2 separate regions of the Zea mays genome follow, and region 1 is linked to region 2. The links are chromatin contacts, called in public Hi-C maps. All regions are on one chromosome and are shown on one strand. Each heading gives the region's core, a stretch centred on a gene start, on an enhancer-like site or on the middle of the called end of the contact. The rest is flanking DNA. Distances are from core to core; before and after follow the strand shown. Region 1 holds the start of LOC103651391 (SCP1-like small phosphatase 4b). Region 2 holds the start of LOC100217313 (Transducin/WD40 repeat-like superfamily protein).

What was found. A called contact is a pair of places that touch in the nucleus more often than the background predicts.
Region 1: a contact with region 2 is called in a Hi-C map of ear, with 2.0 times the contacts expected there. The contact joins the promoter of LOC103651391 here to the promoter of LOC100217313 in region 2. A contact is called at or near these places in 2 of 25 Hi-C or Micro-C datasets (ear and tassel).

The regions. Positions count from the first base shown.
Region 1 is chr3:216,711,141-216,715,701 of Zm-B73-REFERENCE-NAM-5.0, forward strand. LOC103651391 (SCP1-like small phosphatase 4b) reads left to right here and starts at 3,090. Exons shown (of 7, transcript XM_020550525.1): 1 at 3,090-3,935; 2 at 4,551-4,561.
Region 2 is chr3:216,440,268-216,444,858 of Zm-B73-REFERENCE-NAM-5.0, forward strand. It overlaps LOC100217313 (Transducin/WD40 repeat-like superfamily protein), which reads right to left and starts at 2,357. Exons shown (of 9, transcript NM_001143659.2): 1 at 2,238-2,357; 2 at 1,107-1,368. The coding sequence starts at 1,306.

The DNA of each region.
Region 1 (4,561 bases), core at 1,840-4,339, 270 kb after region 2:
ATCCGAGTGGAGGCCCGAGCCCTGTTTGATAGGGTTCGGGTAGCGGTCCAAAGACGTGTCCCAATATACATGCAGATGATTCACCTGGTCCCGGACCCGTTTGATGGGATCCGAGGGCTTGATGCCTCCCTTTGATGGGATATCGATACGAATCATTCCCGGGGGTCTTAGATATGTCTTAGGGTACCTCGGGATTGTAGCCCGAGCCTCGACCGTGTATGAACGTACCCATGGTCATCCCTGACTCTATTCTCTAGGGCGGTTGTCGAACCCCCACCGAGGGGCCAACCTTCGAACCCCTGATCAGTAGGAAGCTCGGGGCTCCTTTCCTTTGTTTGGAAGGCGATCTGAAGTGATGTCTCTTTCCTGCCACCTGTGGAGAAAGAGAAGAGGAGAGAGATACACATTTTTAGGCGCCTACCTTGAGGAGGTGGAGTGACGCCCGTTGCCTGTGTCAAATGGATGGGACGTGTGGCTCCCAAGTGGGAGTTAATGTGATGGGCTGTAGGGGTCGCGGGCTATCCATTGCTGCATGCGTGCGCGCATAATTTGAAGAGACGAGATCTGTTTCTAGATTTGATTTTTCAATGCTAGGGGGTCGACCTTGACCTCACCGAGTCCGCCGCTCCCCATATATATATCCAAGGGAGTCCCTCCCGACTCTTACCTTGCTCTTGCCTTCCCAGCCCTAGCTACTATCGCTCTTTCCAATCGCGGCCGAGAATCGCGCTTTAAGACGAGGAGAGCCAAAAAGCCCGCATACCTTTTCACCGTCGCCTTCCTTTTTTGCCATGGTCGAGAAGTTGAACATTCTCGATCCCCGCTACCCGTGGCCCTACTCCTCCGTGACTGATGAAGACCTATAGGACCTGGTTGACGGGGGGCTGCTCCACCCCCACACCTTCGGGGCGCACCCAAGTGGCTTGCCCCTAGGGACGAGGAGGAGCCGACCCCGCTCGCAGGCTATGTCGTTAGCTTCGTGTCCTTCCATGAGCGGGGGTTCAGAGTGCCGGCGAGCCGCTTCATGCGGGCGCTCCCCCACTACTACGGGGTGGAGCTTCACATCTTCAACCCCAACTCCATAGCCCAGGCGATGATCTATGCGGCGGTCTACGAGGGGTACCTCGGGATCGAGCCCCACTGGGATCTGTGGCTACTCTTCCACACGGAGTCGTTCTCTCTCCCTTCGAAGGTGAAGAAGGTACGCCATGCGGTGAGGGCAGGTGGCCTCACGCTCCATATGCGCTTGGATCGGGCGAAGTTATACATCTCTACCTCCCTTACCTATTCTAACAAGGGTTGGCAGAGCTGCTGGTTTTACCTTCGCAATGACGATGGGAGTCTGCCTGCATACACCAAGCGGGTTGTAACCGCCGCGGGGGAACACCGGCGGTGGGGCGCACCGTGGGAGCATCAGTCCCATCTGTAGTCCTCCTGGATGCCCTGCAGAAGCTCCGCGACCGAGGGCTTACTGCGGATGGGGTCATCGCCACCTTCCACCACCAAAGGGTGCTGTCGTTGGTGGAGCGACGCCTGCGCCTGGACGAGATGATGCCGAGGCCTCGATGGAGGGTTCTCGGATGGCGTCAGCCACCCTCACCACCGACGACCTCCTCAAGCGGGTTAAGGGCGCGGTGGGGAAGGCTGATTACAACGCCCATATCTTGATGTGTCCGAGCATGGCTACATATCCCTGTTAAGTCATGGATTCTACTTCTGTTTTTGTCCTCATTTCTTTATCTCAACCTGACTTCCCGTTCATTCATAGGGGCTATGGGTTTACCGAACCGCCCTGCCCCCGATCCCGAAAGATGTGACTGGTTGGGCGACATGTAGGTTGGCTATAGAGCAACAAAAGAAGAAGGACAAGGAGAAGAAGCGGATCCACGAGAAAAGGGCAGCTCACGATGCCCTTGAGAGGCACCACCGAGCGCAGGAGAGGGAGGGGCTACCGCTAGAGGCATCCCCAAGCACGATCGGCGGCGGCAGCGGCGACGACGACGAGGGGATGGAGGTCTGGCTTGGCTTCAACCCCAAGGTTAGGCTCTGGTCCGAGCCATCCTTAGTGGGCCCGTCCATTGGTCCGGACGTGTCGGTGCTCAGGCTTGAGGTGTCTGCACCTCTACCCAAGACACAAACGTCTGTCGAGACAGGGTCTATCCCCACAACCGAGGAGGAGGCGGCAGAGCGACCTGTCGATCCACTCTCGGCGCCAACCATGGGGGCCAAGTGCACGAGGAGCCTAGGACCAAGAATGCTAGGCCTGCCCCGGCCTAGGTAAGTTGTAGCGAGATATATGAAACTTAGTTTTTTCATTGAGTATTTCGCATGATTTTCCGCTCCTGCATACTTCAGCCTGAAGCGCAAAGCGGGTGCGCTGATCCTTACCCCCGCGGAGGTCGTGAAGTGCTTAGCCTCATTACCTTTGAAGTGCTTAGCCTCACACGTACTCTCACTGCCTTTGAAGTGTTTAGCCTCCAAAGTCTCTCCTGTAACCTATATTCGGACATCATGTGCTCATTTAGAAGGTATTTTTGTAACCTAGTTGAAATGGTAATGAAAGTGAATGCTTATAGTCCACTTGCTTAGTAATTGTTTGTATATTTACCTCATTCACTTATTTTTCAATGCATTCATCCTTCTCGTATTGCCCCTTCTTCATTTTATGGCAAGAGGGGAAGTATCCTAGCTTTAATTCTGTTGCCTTGTTGTGGTTCCTTTTAGGAGCTTCAAGAGGTGACCAACATTCGGTTCTTGAGGGCTATTCGAAATAGTTCTTGCATAGGTGGTCAAAGCAAAGGTGGTGTGAAGTGGCATGAAGTGAAAGCAGATTCAGATGAATACATTGTGAAAGCAATGCACACTAACACGCTACAATGTTTTTAAAGTATGAGCTCTTGTTCGCTTGCAAATCCTACCCCTTGAAATTTTTAATGTGCTAAGCATGATGGACGCTAATGTTAACCTTGGATCGAACAAATGAGTGATGGGAGTGAAAAACAATCGAAAGAGTACAAATTGGCCAGACCCTTCCAATCTCTCATCTCTCCTTTTATAGGAAAGGTGCGTGGAGGTTTTCATTATTTCTTCTAGTGGAGTTTGTATCTACCAATGAGATTCTAGGGCTACAAATAATCTTTAATCATTATTTTACAAGCCTCTTTACTATGTAACTAGGTTATTATATGGACTTACTAATGGAAGTTCCTAACATACAATGCATTCCCAACACAAAACTCAAAACATTTACGAGTAGCGTACATTGAATTATGGAGGGTCAAAGATGTTAGAAAGAAAAAAGATGAAAAAGAAAAGGGAAAAAGATAATATGGACTTTTATTTGGTGGCCCATCTAAAAGCTTATTAGTTCAGCACAAAATAAGTTCCACCAGACCCGCACGTTTCTTTAACCTAACCTTTTTTTTACTGCTCCAGCGAAGGCACAGCCGCCGCCATTACTTCATCTTCCTCGCAGCGCCGGCGCCCCATCCTGCGGCCCTCGTGATCGGGCTCTCAGCGACGGCGTCAGCGGCTTCCCCTTCCGCCTCTCGCCAGTCGCCTCGCGCCCTCGCCTCCGGCCCTCCACACACCGGCCTGCGACCTTGCGTGCCTGCCTCTCTCTCTCTCCTCCTTCCGGTGGAACGGCGCCCGGCTGCGCCGCGCGCGCCTTGAGGGTAGCGGGAGCCAACAGCCGCTGCTCCACCAAGGCGGTCGCGCCGCTTTGGGAGCGCTTATGCCCCAAAGCGAAGCGTCACCCGTCCGCTTAGCGCGCTGAAGCGCGCGCTTAGTGCCGCTTCTTGGAACCCTAACGGCTGTACCTGGCAAAAAGAGGGCAATTATTGTGTGTGCAACAGAGCACATGCAGAAAGATCTGATTCAAGTGTGGAAACTTTGTGAGACGGCTATCTTTTTTTTCAAAGTCAGCGTCTTTTCGGGTAGGTTATAGTAAATTCGGCTTTTAATTTCCTTCGCTTCATGAATCTGGCTCTGGTGGCACTGACGTTATTTGGCAAGTTTTAGGTAATTAAAGTGGTGTAGATTTGCGGTGTTATTTGGTTGCTTAGAACTTCAGATCTCATGATTGCAGTTGGTTTCATTTTGACGATGCGATTTGCAAAAAATTAGATTGTCGCTGCAATACTCGTACTCCTGTTTGTGGCACGTGCGTCGTTGTGATCATCTTGTTTGCATGAACTGTTGAATAAGGAAGTACAAGTGGAATGACACATAAGTTATCACAACTCAATTGTGTCCTGATACTGTAGAACGGCAAAACATGAGATACATTTTTTTTCTTGCACACCCAGGCAAGCTATTTAGATACAAATTTGTATAGCGAATTGGATGTCTATTGCTGCTTTATCTTATGATGTTCATTCACATGCTTTTAAAATGGTTGCTGTACCAGGCAAGAAGACATAATGTGTATAGTTATAGTGAAAATTGTTGGATGTTATCATGTATTTGCTATGGTGTTGTTCTCTTGTGGTTGATGTTCTAGATTTTTATGTCCTGTTACTAATTAAAGGTTTTTTTCTTTTACTTTTTAGTGGATCTGTAG
Region 2 (4,591 bases), core at 1,107-3,606:
GTCTCCAATATGCTGATTATACAGTGTTGTTCTTGCAAATAATGAAGATAATTTTCTATTATGAAGTACTTGGTCTTTTGCTAAGAGATGTCGAGCATAAAAACAACTAAAAGGAGTTGTATTTATAGTTTTTTTACAACAGAGTTTTATGTAGATGGGGTTGGCAGTCAGGAACAGGAACAGGAAAAAACAACAAAAACAAGTTAGTTTTATATCCTGGTTTTGTGGATATGAGAATGGTGGACATTTGGAACACAAAAGACCCTCAAATATTGGCGAGAACGAAGATGTTGATCATTTACTGTTTCCACACAATGTGGCAGTTCAAGCTTGGTGTTAGGTGAGAACTAGCTTGAATTGGGGTAAGAACACAACTAGCATTCATGAGTTTGAGCAAAGCACATTGAAGCAACCTGGCTCGAGACAGAACAAGCTGAACCTCTTTTTATTAGCTGGAATGCGCTGGGAATTATGGAAAACCAGGAATGACTGGGTCTTTTCCAATATATGCTACTGATTAATCAAAAGGCAATTGACCATAAGGCTTATGATTCCTTGCAGCACTGGAGTCAACTGTTGAGGAAGGAGGAGCACCTGAAGGGGGAGGGAAGACTTTGGAATGGCCTTCAAAACCTGTGATGTCCATGCAAGTAACTAGTGTTGCTTGCTTCTGGCCTGTTTTTGCGTTTATATACTTAGTGGAGCGCATGGTTTATTTTGTTTCGGGGTGCTGGTTTTAACCATTAGTAATCGGTCCTAGTTAATGGAGCGTGTTGATTCTAGTCAAGAGGATCTTAAATTTGGTGGAGTGTTCCTCTTGATGATACGATCTGTCAATCTGAAAACCCCAGAACAACATCTGAAAGCAGGACTGATGGTCTTTGGTCTAAAATTCATACAAGACACCAGAAACACCCAGTTACAATACAGGGAGGAACTGATACACCAGATAACCATGTGTGATACACAAACTGTAAAGTAGGATTATATCTGCAACCTTCAATAGGCCCCAATGGCTCATGTGAACCTACCTTATCCATTCTTGACGGTTGACGCCATAGAAACTGCAATCTAAATGACAAGACAGAGGAGGACAGGGCTCTTACCAAGAGGCAATTTGGAAGACATAATCATCTCCAAAGTTAGTCTGGATGCTGTTCTTGAGGCCCAGCCGCCACGAGGACATGCTTCCATCAGAATTCTGGGATGGTGACCCTGAAACCACAGGAGAGGAGCGCCCCCTGGATGGGCTGGCCTCGGCCTCCAACTCCATGGCCACAGCAGCCGCCTCTCCATATCCATCCATCACGCAACTTTCACCAAACAGGCAGCAAATGGTGATCACCTCTGATTGTGCTCCCGTACGAACTGCAAACCACGAAGCAGGTTGGAACCAGTTAAGGTCATGGCAGTCGTCTCGGCTTTGAGCCTTTAACATATGAAATAAAATCAGAAACAGCATGCAAGCAAAAGCAACGGGATTCTTGGTAGGGGCGGACCTGGTAAAGAACATAGGGTGTAAACTTAGACCATGTTTGGGATCTCTAGAGCTAATAGTTAGCGGCTAAAATTAGTTGTAAAGGTTCCAAACACCCCCAGCTAATCGTTAGCTAAATCATAGTTAAATAACGATAACTTAAACACCCCCAGTATTTCATTAGCTGGTCCAATCCAGCTAACAAATTGTTAGCTGGCTAATTATTAGCTCTAAGGGTTCCAAACAAGGCGTTAGAGCATCTCCAAGAGCTCCCCAGAAGTCTCCCCTAAATCCAGTTTTTTAGGAAAAACACAAAAACGTGTCTCCAACAGTTCCCATAAACCGCTCCCAACTTTTTCATAGCCCTTAAAACTCCCTCATTTGTAGCTAAAAATGAGGGATTTTTTGGGCTCCCCAGAAACAATCTGCCGCTTTAAGGGATCTGTTGGAGAAAGGATTAAAATCTACCCCCACTAATTATTTAGATATCCCTTAAAACTGATTTTGAGGAGTCGTTAGCTCTTGAGATACTCTTATACACCCAATATTTTTTGGTAAAAGAACTCAAAGTTAGGCAAGTAGCTTAAGTTAGGCTTCAACTCATAGGCTGACATTTGGTATGCCATTCTACCCGATGGCAAAAGATTAATTTTTCCATTAATTACACCTGAAATTAGATGCGACCAAACACAGTAGCTTAAGTTAGGGTTCGCGTGCCCGGTTTCGCACAACAGGAACGGAAGAGAAAAGGTGCGCATACCTGGTGGTGCTCGTCGCCGGCGAAGGACGCGAAAGGGACCGGCGAAGGCCTGGTCACAGGGCACCTGCCTTGGGGCGTCGGCGCCGGCGGTCGCACAAGTTGCCGTACGAGGGAGGACGCAGGCGGCAGGCCGGGTGAACGGAAGAAAAGGTCTAGCCACTTGTAGGAGCGGACATGAGCGCCGGGCTGGGGTGTGCAGCCCGGAAGGCCCAAAACACTAGGAGTAGGTCTTCGATTCAGCCCACGAACAGCCCATGCGGGGGTCGAGTCCAGAGGACTTGCATCTACCGCATTCGTCCGTTGCTCCAGGGCTTTTGGATCGGACTTTACATTCTCCTCCTCTCCGCCTCCGGGCTAGAGATGGCAATAGGTATCCGCGACCCGATAACCAGTACGTATTTACTCCATTAGGATAGTATATAGGTTAAATATTTTACCCGTGGGTTTGTTATTGGCAAAAATCTTTACTCAATGGATAAACGAGTATTAGAACGTTCTGCCTTCACCCATACTCGTCAACCCGTGGGTATAAAATACTCAATATAAACTTAGCTCAAGCATGAACTTTGACTTTAGTCATTCATCTTCTTTACTATTTAACAATCTTTTCTGCCATAATGTAATAGATGGCTTAATGACAATTTAATGACTATATAATGGAACATGTAATGTGTTATGTATTACTATCCTAGTGTTACTACTTTATCCAATTATCTTTGGTATGTTGAATGGATGGTTAAATGATGCTAGAAATTTTGTAATGGTATTTAGATGAATATACTTGATATTTGTATAATATAATATTTTGATAGATGTTTAATTTTTGTGGGTACGGTTGACCCGATGGGTGACTCATACCCACATGGGTATGAAGGTAAATCCATACCCACTAGTGTATGTGGGTGACCCGATGGGATTAATTTTTGTGTCGTGGGTATGGGTATGGGGTAGTAATACCCGATGGGTATTTACCTATTGCCATCTCTACTCCGGACCTGATGCTTCCCTTCTTTCCCTCGCCTCTGGCTGGTGGGCTCCTGTTGTTCTCCTCCGACCTTGCTCAAGGTTGAAACCGGTCGACACGGATATCCAATTAATCGTGATAAATTGGTATAAACCAGTCAAATTTAAAACCAATTCAGTTTAGAATTCAAACATATCGAGACCGAATAATCATCAATAAGACCGATTAACCGGTTACTTACCTGATAAACTGGTAGCACATGTACAGAAATCGAACTACTTAGATTTGTTGGCAAATAAAGCATATTGAGGTCCCATAATTTGAACGAAAGATGAACCAAATGTTATCACAAGTTCAATAACAATATTTGGCAATTCAAATACATTACAATGCATTACATGCCATTGTTTCATAGTTCACAAATAAAATCGAAGGTACGATACACCCTCTAGTGAAGATCATTCCCTCGGGTGTTCATTCCACGGATCCTATGTTGTATTATACTCCTCCGATGAGAGCAACATAATAACTTGCTCACGCATCAACTTTGTCTTGTACTTCGCTCAAGTCTGTCTGGTCCACGTAGAAGTGTACTCCACGATTTCATCAACATTTGGTAATACTTAGTCTCCTCCTATTGGTACACCCACCTCATCGGTTGGCGCGTCACCTCACCGACTAGATAATTCATATATGGAAGAAGGGGTGGAGACCAGTGGCGGATCCAGGAACGGGTCAAAGAGGGGCTACTAAGCTAAGGTTATAAAAAAAATTAAACAAAAGAAAACAATCTAAATGTTGTTTAATCTAACAAAAGTAGCAAGATCAAAAGGTTAAATACTCAAGAAACATGTAGACTAAATAAGTTGATACGAAATCTACAAAATACAACAGTGAATAGTCAACATATGATGTTTATTAGTTGAAGTTGCGAGACAAATCTATCTTTCGAGTTCTTATGCTTTAGAAATGCTTCAAAATCTTTTTACCTTTAATATATGCAAACATATACCTACTAAATATAGTATAACAAATAACCGATGAAACTAAAACCAAATAATCTTACCTTCTTACCTAGCACTAACAGCCACATAATAGAATAGTAGCACGCTAGCACGGTTCAGTCTTCAGCAGGGGGAGGCTTAATGTTGTCACGCTCACGCCTCCACTCCACGGAGCAGCAAGCAGACCAGCATGGGAGGCTGCACCTAGTCGTAGCGTGGGCACATGGTCGAGGCCCAAAGGAGTGAATGACGGGCGCCGTCGCGCCTCCGCGCATGTGTGGGTGACTGCCGATCGAGCGTGGCACACCGACGAACTAGCAATATGTGACGTGCGTGGTCATCGAGGATAGGGCTGAAAAATAAGCTCGAGGCTCGCGAGCCTCGAG